Linked DNA regions of Sus scrofa: region 1 is linked to region 2. Evidence: chromatin contacts called from public Hi-C data. All regions are on one chromosome and are shown on one strand. Each heading gives the region's core, a stretch centred on a gene start, on an enhancer-like site or on the middle of the called end of the contact. The rest is flanking DNA. Distances are from core to core; before and after follow the strand shown.

Region 1 (6,050 bases), core at 756-3,255, 78 kb before region 2:
GGCCGTGCGGAGACAGCAATGGATCCTTAACCTGCTGTGCCACCATGGGAACTCCTGAATTTTTCCATTTCTTGTGAGCTCTATTAAACAATAATCAGTATCAGGGCTGCAAAGAACAAAGAGCTTTATTGGAGGGCTATCTTAAGAATTGTTGGGAGACAGATTCTGGTAAAATCAAGAGTGTTCCAGGGAAAAGAAAGAGTCAGGGGCTTACAAAAGGCAAAAGTCATGAGGCTGTTCTCTGCTACTACGAGAAAGGAAATGTTTGTCCTTAAGGAATCACGAGTTACTTCCGAGTAAGGGTCTGATAAGTAGATAGGCTGTCACGAGTTATTGTAAGGTAGGGGTCTGATAAGTATCTTGAGTTTCTGGCAGATCTTCTGGATGCCTTCATTAGGACAATAAGTGGTCAAAAGGTCAGATTTTATCCAGGCTGAGACTTACATAATTCACACTCCCCCAGTGACCTTTTAGTTCCATTGTAGAGAGCTTTCTTAGCAAGAGCGACTCTATTTCTTTCTTTCTTTCTTTTCTTTACTTTTTTTTTTTCTTTTTATTTGCATTTTAGGACTGCACCTGAAGCATATGGAATTTCCCAGGCTAGGGGTTGAATTTGAGCTGTAGCTGCCAGCCTACACCACAGCCACAGCAACACGGGACCCAGGCTGCATCTGCAACCTACACCACAGCTCAGGGCAATGCCAGATCCCCGACCCACAGAACCAGGCCAGGATCGAACCTGCATCCTCATGGATACTAGTTGGATTCATTTTTACTGCACCCCAACGGGAACGCCTGAGACTCCATTTCTATCTTCTTCCACAGCTGCACCATCACCACCTTGGGGCCACTTTCCAAGCCTTCACTCCTACTTCTTCCCTGACTTCCTGAAAGCAAGAGGTGCTCACTGTGTGCAGAAAGAGGCCCTGGAGTAGTGTCTTCCAAACCTTGCACTGACTCACCTGCAAAGTTTGCTAAAAACAGATGTGAACTCTGATTTGCTAGAAGTGGAGCCCAGGCGGGTATAACTTCAACAATTTTCCCTCCTGTTTTGCAAGTATTTATTTAAAGGCCTCCACAAGGCCTTCTCAGATTTTAAACTGCAACATTTCCCCAACCTAGGCACTTCCTCTCCTCCTTCCCTGCTTTATTCTCCACCATGGCATGGACCTTTTACCATTATTACACTGCTTACACATTTATTTCATTTATTGCCTTCCCATTGCCCCACCTCCACCTCGAGAATATAAAGTCCATAAGGGAATGGCTTTGTTTCATTCACTGCTGCATCCACCGAGCCAGGAACAGGGCCTGGCATATAGTAGATATCAAAATATTTCTCAAATGAGAGCTGAATTCCAGAGGCAGTATAGCATAGAGTAGTTAAGTGCATAGATTAACTGGCCACAGATTTCCTGGGTCCACATCTCAGTGTTGACGCTCACTAACTATATGACCTAAAGTCATTCAAAATAATTTACTCTAGAAAAAAAAGTTGTTTTAATTTTTTAAAGTTTTATTGAAGTACAGTTGATTTACAATGCGATCATTTCTGCTGTAAAAAGCAAGTTACTTTAAGCTTTCTGCATCTAGGAATATTTCCCAAACCTGAAAGCCCTTGTTAAATATTACCACCACCACTCACCAGCGGTGTACGCTCGAAAATCGGTCCGTGCCTCCGTTTCCTCAGCTTAAATTGATCAGCCACTGCCCTGGGGAGGCTGAGAGCATCCCTTCAGTTAGCGGCCTAGGAACCAGGAGCAGAACAGGCCCTCGCAGGAAGGGTCAGGAAGGCTGGGGCGAGGCGGGATGGGGTGGCGGCGGGCAGCAGCACTGATTCCCAGGAAAGTGATCAATTCAGAGACATTCCTGAGTTGGCGGGGCGGGGGCAGGCGTTGTGGCTTGCCCTCCCTACGTTTTTGATGGGAAAAGACCTAGAAGCTTAGGCTGAGAAAAGGAACGAAAGTGGAGAGAAAACCTCCCCTCACCCATCTGGGAAATGGGCTCGGGCCAACTGCTGACTTTGCGCTCGCTGGCGCAGCTCCCCGCGGAACCCTCGGCGGGGAGGGAGGCCAGCAACATCTGGAGGACATTTCTGCGAGAGCCGCTGCAGAAGGGGCTCCGGGAAGGGAGAGGTGCACTTGTACGCACCTCGGGCCGGGAGGGAGCCTGTTCCCCAGGGCACCTGATCTTGTTTTCTGCACCCTCCTTCGCGGCCCCATCTCCCCAGGCCCCCAGCCTTACCCCCAAACCCTCCCGACCCCGGGGGAGCCCCCGTCACTGGCGGCCTCGCCTCGCCAGAGGGCACCCTCGATCTGCCGGAAAACGCCACCATTTTTCAATGCCCCTGGAGCGTCGCCAAGCTTCCGCGAGCCACCCGACTCCAATCTTGTCAATGAAGAATCGGGGCCAGCATCGCCGCGGAGCTGAACCCAACTCCAACCCCGCTCCCAGGCCGGGCGTCACCCCCACCGAGGGTGGGCACGGCCGCCCCTCCCACGCCCCGCGCCCCTCTCCCCCCGCCCCGTCCCTGCCTACGTCCCGCCAGGCCGGGGGGCGGCCGGGGACGCGGGGCCTGGGAGGGATCGAGAGACCGGCCGAGGAGGGGACGGACTGACAGCTGGCGAGAGGGCGAAGGAGTCGGGGGGGAGAAGGAGGGAGGGGATTCATCGGAGTAACTTTCCAGAAAAACAGTCAACGTGTAGCAGGAGTGACTCCAAGAGGGGAAAAAAAGTTCAGTTACCACGTCGATCGAGAGGACTCGCAAAGTATTTTTCAAACGGGCTCGGCTTTTCCTGTGCCTGTTTAAAACATTAAAATCGTGCAGCAAAAGAGGCTGCGTGAACTGGTCCCTCCCCCCCAATCCCCCACCTCCTTTGCCCCCCCCCCCGCCCCCGGGCCAGAAACGTCATGGGAGGGAGGTATAAAATTTCAGCAGAGAGAAATAGAGAAAGCAGTGTGTGTGCATGTGAGTGTGTGAGAGAGAGGGAGAGGGAGAGGGAAGCTAGAGGGAGAGAAAGGGAGGGAACCAGAAAGCCAAGTCCAAGGGAATGAGCAAGAGAGGAGGCGAGAGATAGGGGAAGAAGCATGAGAAAGAAGGAGTAACAGCTTTCCGGAGGAGGCATGCAGTGAACCAACCGGCTTCTGTTTTATTCTTCTTTTCCTTTTTATTTTTATTTTTTAAGAAGCAGGGACCAGAAGCAATGGCCGAGGGAGAAGACAAGCCGAGGTGCTGGTGACCTGGGCGTCCAAGTGGATTATTGGGGCTACTCTCCAGGGGCTGTCCCCTTGCATTCCAATTGCACATAAGCCCGCATCCCAGCCAATGAAGATGAGAGGCAGCATGAACAAAGTCATTTAGAAAGCCCCCGAGGAAGTGTAAACAAAAGAGAAAGCATGAATGGTGTGCCCGAGAGACAAGTGTGTCCTGCGCTGCCCCCACCTTTAGCTGGGCCAGCAGCAGCCTAGCCCTGCCTCTCCCCACCTACTCACTGGGATCCGACTTTTTAAAAAAAAAATTTTTTTTCTTTGCTTTTCCATCCTCTTTTCTTATTCTCCTTCAGGGCAACGCAAAGATTTTGATTTTTGGGACCCAGCCATGGTCCTTCTGCTCCCTCTTTAAAATACCCACTTTCTCCCCATCGCCAAGCGGCGTTTGGCAATATCAGATATCCGCTCTATTTATTTTTACCTAAGGAAAAACTCCAGCTCCCTTCCCACTCCCAGCTGCCTTGCCACCCCTCCCAGCCCTCTGCTTGCCCTCCACCTGGCCTGCTGGGAGTCAGAGCCCAGCAGAACCTGTTTAGACACATGGAGAAGAAACCCAGAGCTTCAAGGCACACAGTCGGCTTCTTCGTGCTCAGGGTTGCCAGCGCTTCCTGGAAGTCCTGAAGCTCTCGCAGTGCAGTGAGTTCATGCACCTTCTTGCCAAGCCTCAGTCTTCGGGATCTAGGGAGGCCGCCTGGTTTTCCTCCCTCCTTCTGCACGTCGGCTGGGGTCTCCTCCTCACCAGGCCTCGCAGCCCCCGGGCCTCTCTCCCCGGCTCACGCATGAAGATGCACTTGCAAAGGGCTCTGGTGGTCCTGGCCCTGCTGAACTTTGCCACGGTCAGCCTCTCCATGTCCACTTGCACCACCTTGGACTTCGACCACATCAAGAGGAAGAGGGTGGAAGCCATTAGGGGACAGATCTTGAGCAAACTCAGGCTCACCAGTCCCCCCGATCCATCGATGTTGGCCAACATCCCCACCCAGGTCCTGGACCTTTACAACAGCACCCGGGAGCTGCTGGAGGAGGTGCACGGGGAGAGGGGAGACGACTGCACTCAGGAAAACACCGAGTCGGAGTACTATGCCAAGGAAATCTATAAATTCGACATGATCCAGGGGCTGGAGGAGCACAGTGAGTCCAAATTCCCGCTGGGGTGTCTGCTCTGGAGGGTCTGACCGGGAGTAGGGCGCTCCACAGAGGGGGGCCTGGCGGTGGCCACACAGCGGGGTGCCCAGGGTTCGAGGCCCCAGGGCTCCGGAGGTATGATGCGCAGCCAGAGGGCTGGGGAGGTGGGTGGGAAGAGGCAGAGGGACCTTCCTGGTAAGAGCTGGGTGCTGCTGGGAGGCCGGGAGCCCTGCAGTTGAGCGGCCTGCTAAACTCCCATCCCATCATTGACCGATTTTAATTCGGAGGGATGTGGTGCTGTCGCGTTAACACATGCGCTGTGGCATATGGGTCAGATAGGTATCTGTGAGCCTGTGGATGCCGCAGAGGGACCGGGCTGCTCTCTCCTAAGAGAGCCCTTGCAGTTCTATGAGGCTGGGGACCTCGGTCTGCCCCCTGCTTTTCACACCTCATTGTGACACGTCTCACGCTCGGTTTGTCCACAGCTGGGGACAAAGAGTATACTTGCCCCAAATTAATGCCTGTCCAGTTTTTTGAAGCCCAGGCAAGAGACAGCTTCTAGCTGTCTAGGCCTTTCAGTCCACGCGACACATGTGACCCACGTGAGCTGTGTGGGGGAAGGGGATGCACCTCTGTTCACGTGTACATGTGCTTTCAAGCGATGTGGAGCTCTGGCTTTGCACAGAAGACTGATTCATGTGTGCAGTATGGGCGTCTTCCAGGCCTGTGGACATGGAGAAAGCAGGGATGTGGCTCTGGATGTGTAGACGACGCTGGCAGCCCTTTTGTGTCTGCGTGTCAGGGAAGAGTGGGTGGGAAGTGTGGCTGTGGGTGCAGAGGGGACGTGTGTCTGGGAGTGTGTCTTCCCAGGAGGCTCCCGTCTGTGCTGCGAAGCTGGGCGGCTTCTGGGTGAGACGTCTGTGTGTGTTTGTACACGTGTGGAAGTCATGTGTGTTTACTGAACGGGGATTTAAAAAACCTCAATACAAGAAAGAGAGATTTGGCAGATGCTGAGAAACTGACAGCCCAGGAAGGAGGAATGTGAGCCACTCACGGGCCAGGGACTCTGGGAACAGCTCTGTTTGCTTTTCCTACCAGCAGGTGTCCTTGATGCCCAGGCTACCTCAGCCTTGGCTCACCTGGGAGGTGGGCAGTGCCTGGAATAGGGGTGGGAGAGTTGGACGGAGCAGGCAAGGTGCGTGTGGTCGGCAGGGGAAGTGCAGGGTCAAAAGGAACCTGCCTGGAGAGGAGGAGGAGTGGGCAGCCGGGGGGTGGACCAGCCCTGGCAGAAGGTGCCAGAGGCCTCACTGGGAGCGCCGGGCCCAGGAGCGTGTAGTTACCGGCGAGGGGCTCCTGATCCGATTTCCTATGGCTGCCTTCGATGTAGCTCCTGTGTGGGGTGGAGGCCGGAGAATGAGGCACAGCTCGTGTGCTCCCTTCCCGGGTCCTCTAGGCGGGGCTGGCTGGGGGTCTGACGGGGGTGGGGGTGGGGGTGGCTTATGGTTAGCAATTGAAGAGCTGAACCCGCAAACCCTTGGGAACACAAAAGCGGGAGATAGTGGCCTAAGGTTGGAGGAGGGTTGAAAGCTGACGCCTTCGGGAGAGGTATGAGGAGGGTCCAGGGCCAGAGGGAAGGACCTTAATGATCCGGGTCA
Region 2 (5,654 bases), core at 1,413-3,912:
ATAGCCTGAGGTAGGGAAGTCAAGGAAAGTAACATTCATGGAGCATTCCAGGCACTCTGCTAAGGGCTTTCACATTCACTACCTCATTTAATGTTCATAATAAGAAGAATGTCACTAAGCCACCATCAGCAGGAAAGGACTCCGAGTTGTTTTTCAACAGTGCCCTGGGATGAACCACTATCTCATTCAGACTGCCTGCTGAACAAGGTCACACAGCTTTAAGGCCTGCTTGGCTAGACTTGGGGGAGGGTCAAGGGGTCAGGAAACAGACTTTTGCTATATTCATGGACTCAATAACTGAGTTAACTTGACCAGACAGGGCTAAATACCTTTCATAGTCAGTCTAGTGATTCCTATACAGGCAGAACTTCCCAACTCAGAGAGACGTGTAAACTTTTTGACTTATTATGGGGGTTGTTTTTCCCTCTTGTAGGTTTAAAGAAAAATGTTTTAAAAAGCAACCTAACCTTCTCCTTTTTATAGGATACTCTTCTGAACCCCTAGAAGAACACCTTTAAATCTATGTGTAATAGAGAAGAACATAATTTGTAGTTGAAATGCTGACGTGTCAGGGAGTTATTTCTAGCTTTATAAATAGTTCTAATAAGGTTAGTTATTATTATATTGCTAAGTGTTTTATTGGGAATGTGGAAAATGCCTGAGCCTTGCTACATCATGTTCATCAGTATTTCTTTAAGGATCAGGAACACCGGGAAAGTCACAGAAGAGAAATACGTTCGACGGACTTTTTAGAGGTCTAGAGTTATTTAGAGACAAAAGAAGAAGAACTTCTCCTTGCTCTGTTTTCTTTTTTTTTTTCTTTTTTTTTTTTTTTGTCTTTTTGCTATTTCTTTGGGCCGCTCCCGCGGCATATGGAGGTTCCCAGGCTAGGGGTCAAATCGGAGCTGTAGCCACTGGCCTACGCCAGAGCCACAGCAACGCAGAATCCGAGCCGCGTCTGTAACCTACACCACAGCTCACGGCAACGCCAGATCCTTAACCCACTGAGCAAGGCCAGGGACAGAACCCGCAACCTCATGGTTCCTACTCGGATTCGTTAACCACTGCGCCACGACGGGAACTCCTCCTTGCTCTGTTTTCATCACAAATTCAGTACAACTGTTATAAAAACTTCTAAGTAACGCCAACAATCAGTAAATATTAATTCATGATCAAGATGCTGAAAGCATGACCAACGTGGCCCCTCAAATTTCCCCCTTCCTCAGCCAGAGTGCATGCAAAGAGTTCAATTATGTACTTAATTTACCAATTAGACATGTAAATAAAATGAGCAGGCTTCCTGGATCTGCCAAGCTTTGTACACCTGTCCAGCCTCAGCAAATGTGAAGAGCTGCAGGGGCCCTCACTGCTGTATCTCATGGAGACCCTTGCAACCAGTCCCAGGTTATCTTAGCCACACTTCTCAGGCCGTACGAGTTCCAGGTGGAAATTTAACTTCCTTAAAAATAACTGCAGTGTTTTAGTAATTCTTTTGGGGTCCCCTGACGGGGGTAGACTATACACTCATCACAATCAGATGTATCTTTTTTTTTTTTTTTTTTTTTTTTTTTAAGTGCTGCACCCATGGCATATGGAGGTTCCCAGGCTAGGGGTCTAATCAGAGCTACGGCTGCTGGCTACAGCCACAGCCAGAGCCACACCAAATCTGAGCCGAATCTGCGACCTACACCATAGCTCATGGCAACGCCGGATCCTTAACCCACTGAGCGAGGCCAGTGATTGAACCCACAACCTCATGGTTCCGAGTCGGATTTGTTTCTGCTGCACCACGACAGGAACTCCCATCAGATATATTTTGAATTCAGATTCAAAAAGTTTAAGTGGAGAATAAAATCTACTCTTCTCATAGGATTATCTGACTCAGATGCAGTAATAGTGCCGTTCTCTTTATATTGCTTCCTTTGGCTCTCAGAGTAAGCCTATGATGCAGATGTAAGTAGCCTCATGATACCGTCAAAGTAATCAGACTCCTCAGCGAGCCTGGTCATTTTAAGGTGTACTGGGTCACACACACACCCCCTCGCAGCTGGGCCTTAAACTCCTTCACGGCTCCCCACTGCTCTCAGGAACAAGCTCCCTCCACGGCTTAGAGGCTGACCTTGTACCTCTACAGCCTCTTGCCACTCCCTGCTCATCCCTGGTCCCCAGCCACACTGACCCCTGAGGTCAGCACCAGCTCCCTTCCCACACTGTTCCACCCCACATCCCCAACTCTCCTGGCTGACCTGTCCATAGTCAGACTCCCGCAAAGATGCTTATTCCTCTAGGAAGCCCGCCCCAATCCCTAAAGCGCTTGGGCCAGGTTGCTTGGCTTCAAATACTGCCCCACCATTTACTAGCTGCGAGGTTTTACTTGTTTATTATTATTATCTTTTTCTTTTTTGGCCACCACGTGGCATAGGGACTTCCCTTTTGAGCCAGGTATCTGGATCAGAGCCGTAGTTGTGACCTACACTGCAGCCAGTGCAACACAGGATCCTTAACCCACTGTGCCGGGCTAGGGATCCAACTTGAGTCCCAGCACTCCAGAGACACCACTGATCCTGTTGCACCACAGTGAGAACTCCCAGCTGGGAGGTTTTAAGTGCATTTCATAATCTGTGCCTTTATTGCTTCAGCCATGAAATGGGGAACACAGCTCCTATATTATACGCCCATTTTGTGAACAAATGAGTTGTGACATGTAAAGCATTCAGGACTGTGCCTGACACATAGCAAGCGCTCAGCCAACTCTGTCTATTATTCTGAGTCCCCAGTGCCTGCTAGTCCCCCCTCCCAGGCTCCCCAGGGCAGGGGCTGTCTGGTTCACCTTACGTGCCTCAGTGCCCAACATGCTACTTTCTCAAGAAGGCTCAAAAATAAGTATTTGTTGAATTGAATCCAAGTGATTTGCTTTCAATTTTCTGAATAGCTATTTGAGTATTTTTCTAAATTATTATTCACAGAAAACTATCCCTGCACCTCCACTGAGAGGCCCTTAGCAACTACCTGGCAACAGACCGTGACATCAGCATGACAGGATGCACATCAGACCACAGCTCTGGATCTGCATCCATGGAGCATCTCCCACAGGCCCCTTGACTTTCTGAGCCTCTGATTCCTCATGCGGAGGGACGAGGTTAGACCTCACAAGGTGCAGTGAGGATTTAGCGAGAGACCCCACATGCGGAAAAACCATAGAAACAGTAAAACACCAGTCGAACAAGGCATTTTTACTAATTGCTGCAAACCTGCTGACATTCTACCAGACTGGGAAATTCCAAATATCCCAAACCAGTTCTGGAAAACCATTTACTCCTAAAATGTCGGTATCGTTTGAAAGAAGAAAGGAACAAAACACCCATTTGCCAATGCTTCAGAAACCTGGATGCTTCGTACTGTGGACTGGCGCTCTCTTCAGAGGCAGCCCAGCCCCTCCCCGCTGTCTGGCCTGGAACTCACCTGCGGAGCTGGTGATGGGCACGAAGGCTGCAGATTAAGGCTGCTCTGGAGTCCACTCAGCTGCCCTTCCGTGGAGGATCCTCTGAAACACAAGCAGCTTGTTAGAGCTGCAGAGAGAAAGCGAGGTCAAGTCCAGGCCCTCCAATGGCTCTGCCTCTTGCTCTCGGCATTGCTACTCATTCCCTTGCTTCTTTCAAGACCAGATGTCATCTCACGAGAAAGGACTTATACGATCAATCCATCCCCTTCTTCTGAAAGGTTATGTATCTGAAAACTGATTGTCCACCTCTCCACACTGGAATGTAGCTTCAAGAAAGCCCAGACTTTGATCACTACTGTGTCCCCAGTGTTTAGAACAATGCCTGGAACCTGAGACGCACTCCACCAATATTTGCTTATTAAATGAATAAATTAAGTTCTTGGTATTGACTTGGATAAATCATATCTTGTATGATACCACAAATGTCTCAGCATTACCAAATGCCCCTCGTGGGAGGGTGAGGGTAGCGGGCAAATCTGAGGATAGTGATTCTCTACTGGGGGAAGGAGGAGGGGCAGATTTGTCCCCTACTCTCACCCTCCCACAAGGGACATTTGGCAATTTCGAGGCACTTGTAGTTGTCATAGCTTGTGGAGCCTAGTGGGTCGAAGCCAGGAAAGATGCTACACCTTTCCTACAGAGCACTGGAAAGTGTCCCCAAACAAAGAAATGTTCTAGCCCAAGATGTCCATGGTGCCGAGGCCGAGAAACCGTTATTTGGGGGCAGCTGTCCTCATGCCACCTTTGGCAAGAGATAGGACAAAGAATATTAGACTCTTTGGGCACAGATCTCCCAGGCTCGTGTTTTAGAAATTCTATGACTACCTTGATGTCCTACAGACCATGCCAGGTTTCTCTGCTATAGGCTCTCACAGCTTTGTAATTCGTTCATTGCATTTATCAAAATTCTAAGACTGTGTAACTGGTTGCTTAATATCTGTCATTCTTGCTGGAATTATATGCTCCATAAAGACAGAGGTTGTTTTAATCTTATTCACTGTTCTGCCTGTAGCTCCCAATATTGCATTTTGTATACCTTAGGTATTTATTTATTTATTTATTTAGTCTTTTTAAGGCTGCACCCGCAGCATATGGAAGTTCCCAGGCTAGGGGTCTAATCAGAGCTGTAGCCTCTGGCCTATGCCACAGCCACAGCCATAGCAACGCCAGGTCCGAGAGATGCATCTGTGACCTACACCACAGCTCATGGCAATGCCGGATCCTTAACCCACTGAATGAGGCCAGGGATTGAACCCACAACCTCATGGTTCCTAGTTGGATTCGTTTCTGCTGCGCCATGACAGGAACTCCAATAAGCATTTTTTTGAAATAATCTGACCCACTGCCCCATGACAATACTTAATTGTTGGGCTCATCTATCTGATTTTAGCTGGTGTGTAAAAATTTTACCTGGGTGATTAAGGTTCTCATATACTCACTGCTTTATTTGTTGAGCAGCATTTACTCCAACCTTAGGCACCCTCTCCCAACACTATTTTTTCCATTTATTCACTCACGCAAAACATACTTATTAAGCATTCCCTGTGCTCAGTACCAGTGAGCAGGCAGACACTAGGCAACCACATAAGATATAAACTGTGATACATGCTAAGGAAAAGCAGCGCAGGGTGTTAGGAGAGAATGAAACAGGGAACCTGATTTAGATGGTGAGGAGAGTGGTCAAGGTTGGCCTTTCTGAGGAAATCATACTTTAGCCAAGTCATGAAGTGAGAAGCAGGCGTGAGCCCACAGTAGGGAACAGGGAAGAGCTTTTCACAGGGAAGAAATGGCCTATTTAATAATTCTAAGGGAGAAAGGGCCTTTGAATGGCCAAAGTGTGCGTGCGTGCGTGCGTGTGTATGTGTGTGTTGGTGGTGGTGGTGGTGAAGCAGTGTTCGCCAAATGTCCTTGACAGGAATCACCTGGTGTGACTTTCCAGGCCTTCCCTCGGAGCCTCTGACTCCGTGATCTGGGACAGGCCTTGAGAACCTAGGCATTTCATAGGAGCCCAGGGGTCCAGGGGGTTCGTATCACTAGAGAAGTGAGGGAAACACTGATTGGTGGGTACAGAGCAAGGTGGTTTGCGGAGCACTTAGAGAGCCTGGTGGTGGCTTAGGTGCCCAGGTGGTCCCTTCGCCCCCAGCGGACATCT

Evidence for each region. Hi-C and Micro-C count contacts between places; a contact is called where the count stands out from the background.
Region 1: a contact with region 2 is called in a Hi-C map of alveolar macrophages, with 3 times the contacts expected there. The contact joins the promoter of IFT43 here to the enhancer-like site in region 2. A contact is called at or near these places in 5 of 5 promoter capture datasets (fetal liver, fetal skeletal muscle, liver and 1 more), 30 of 47 Hi-C or Micro-C datasets (adipose tissue, alveolar macrophages, blood and 13 more) and 1 of 2 datasets of contacts at active chromatin or transcription factors (skeletal muscle).

The regions. Positions count from the first base shown.
Region 1 is chr7:99,151,844-99,157,893 of Sscrofa11.1, reverse strand. It overlaps IFT43 (intraflagellar transport protein 43 homolog), which reads right to left and starts at 2,005. Exons shown (of 9, transcript XM_013978326.2): 1 at 1,646-2,005. TGFB3 (transforming growth factor beta 3) reads left to right here and starts at 3,789. Exons shown (of 7, transcript NM_214198.1): 1 at 3,789-4,401. The coding sequence starts at 4,056.
Region 2 is chr7:99,075,354-99,081,007 of Sscrofa11.1, reverse strand. It overlaps TTLL5 (tubulin polyglutamylase TTLL5), which reads right to left. Exons shown (of 32, transcript XM_021099539.1): 31 at 3,463-3,544. Among named protein-coding and RNA genes, the nearest start is that of TGFB3, 76 kb to the left of the region's middle. Within about 2 kb of position 2,662, at least 2 of the 83 cell types and tissues checked have an H3K27ac peak or open chromatin away from gene starts, as enhancers often do. A contact at or near this core is called in alveolar macrophages, where this site is marked.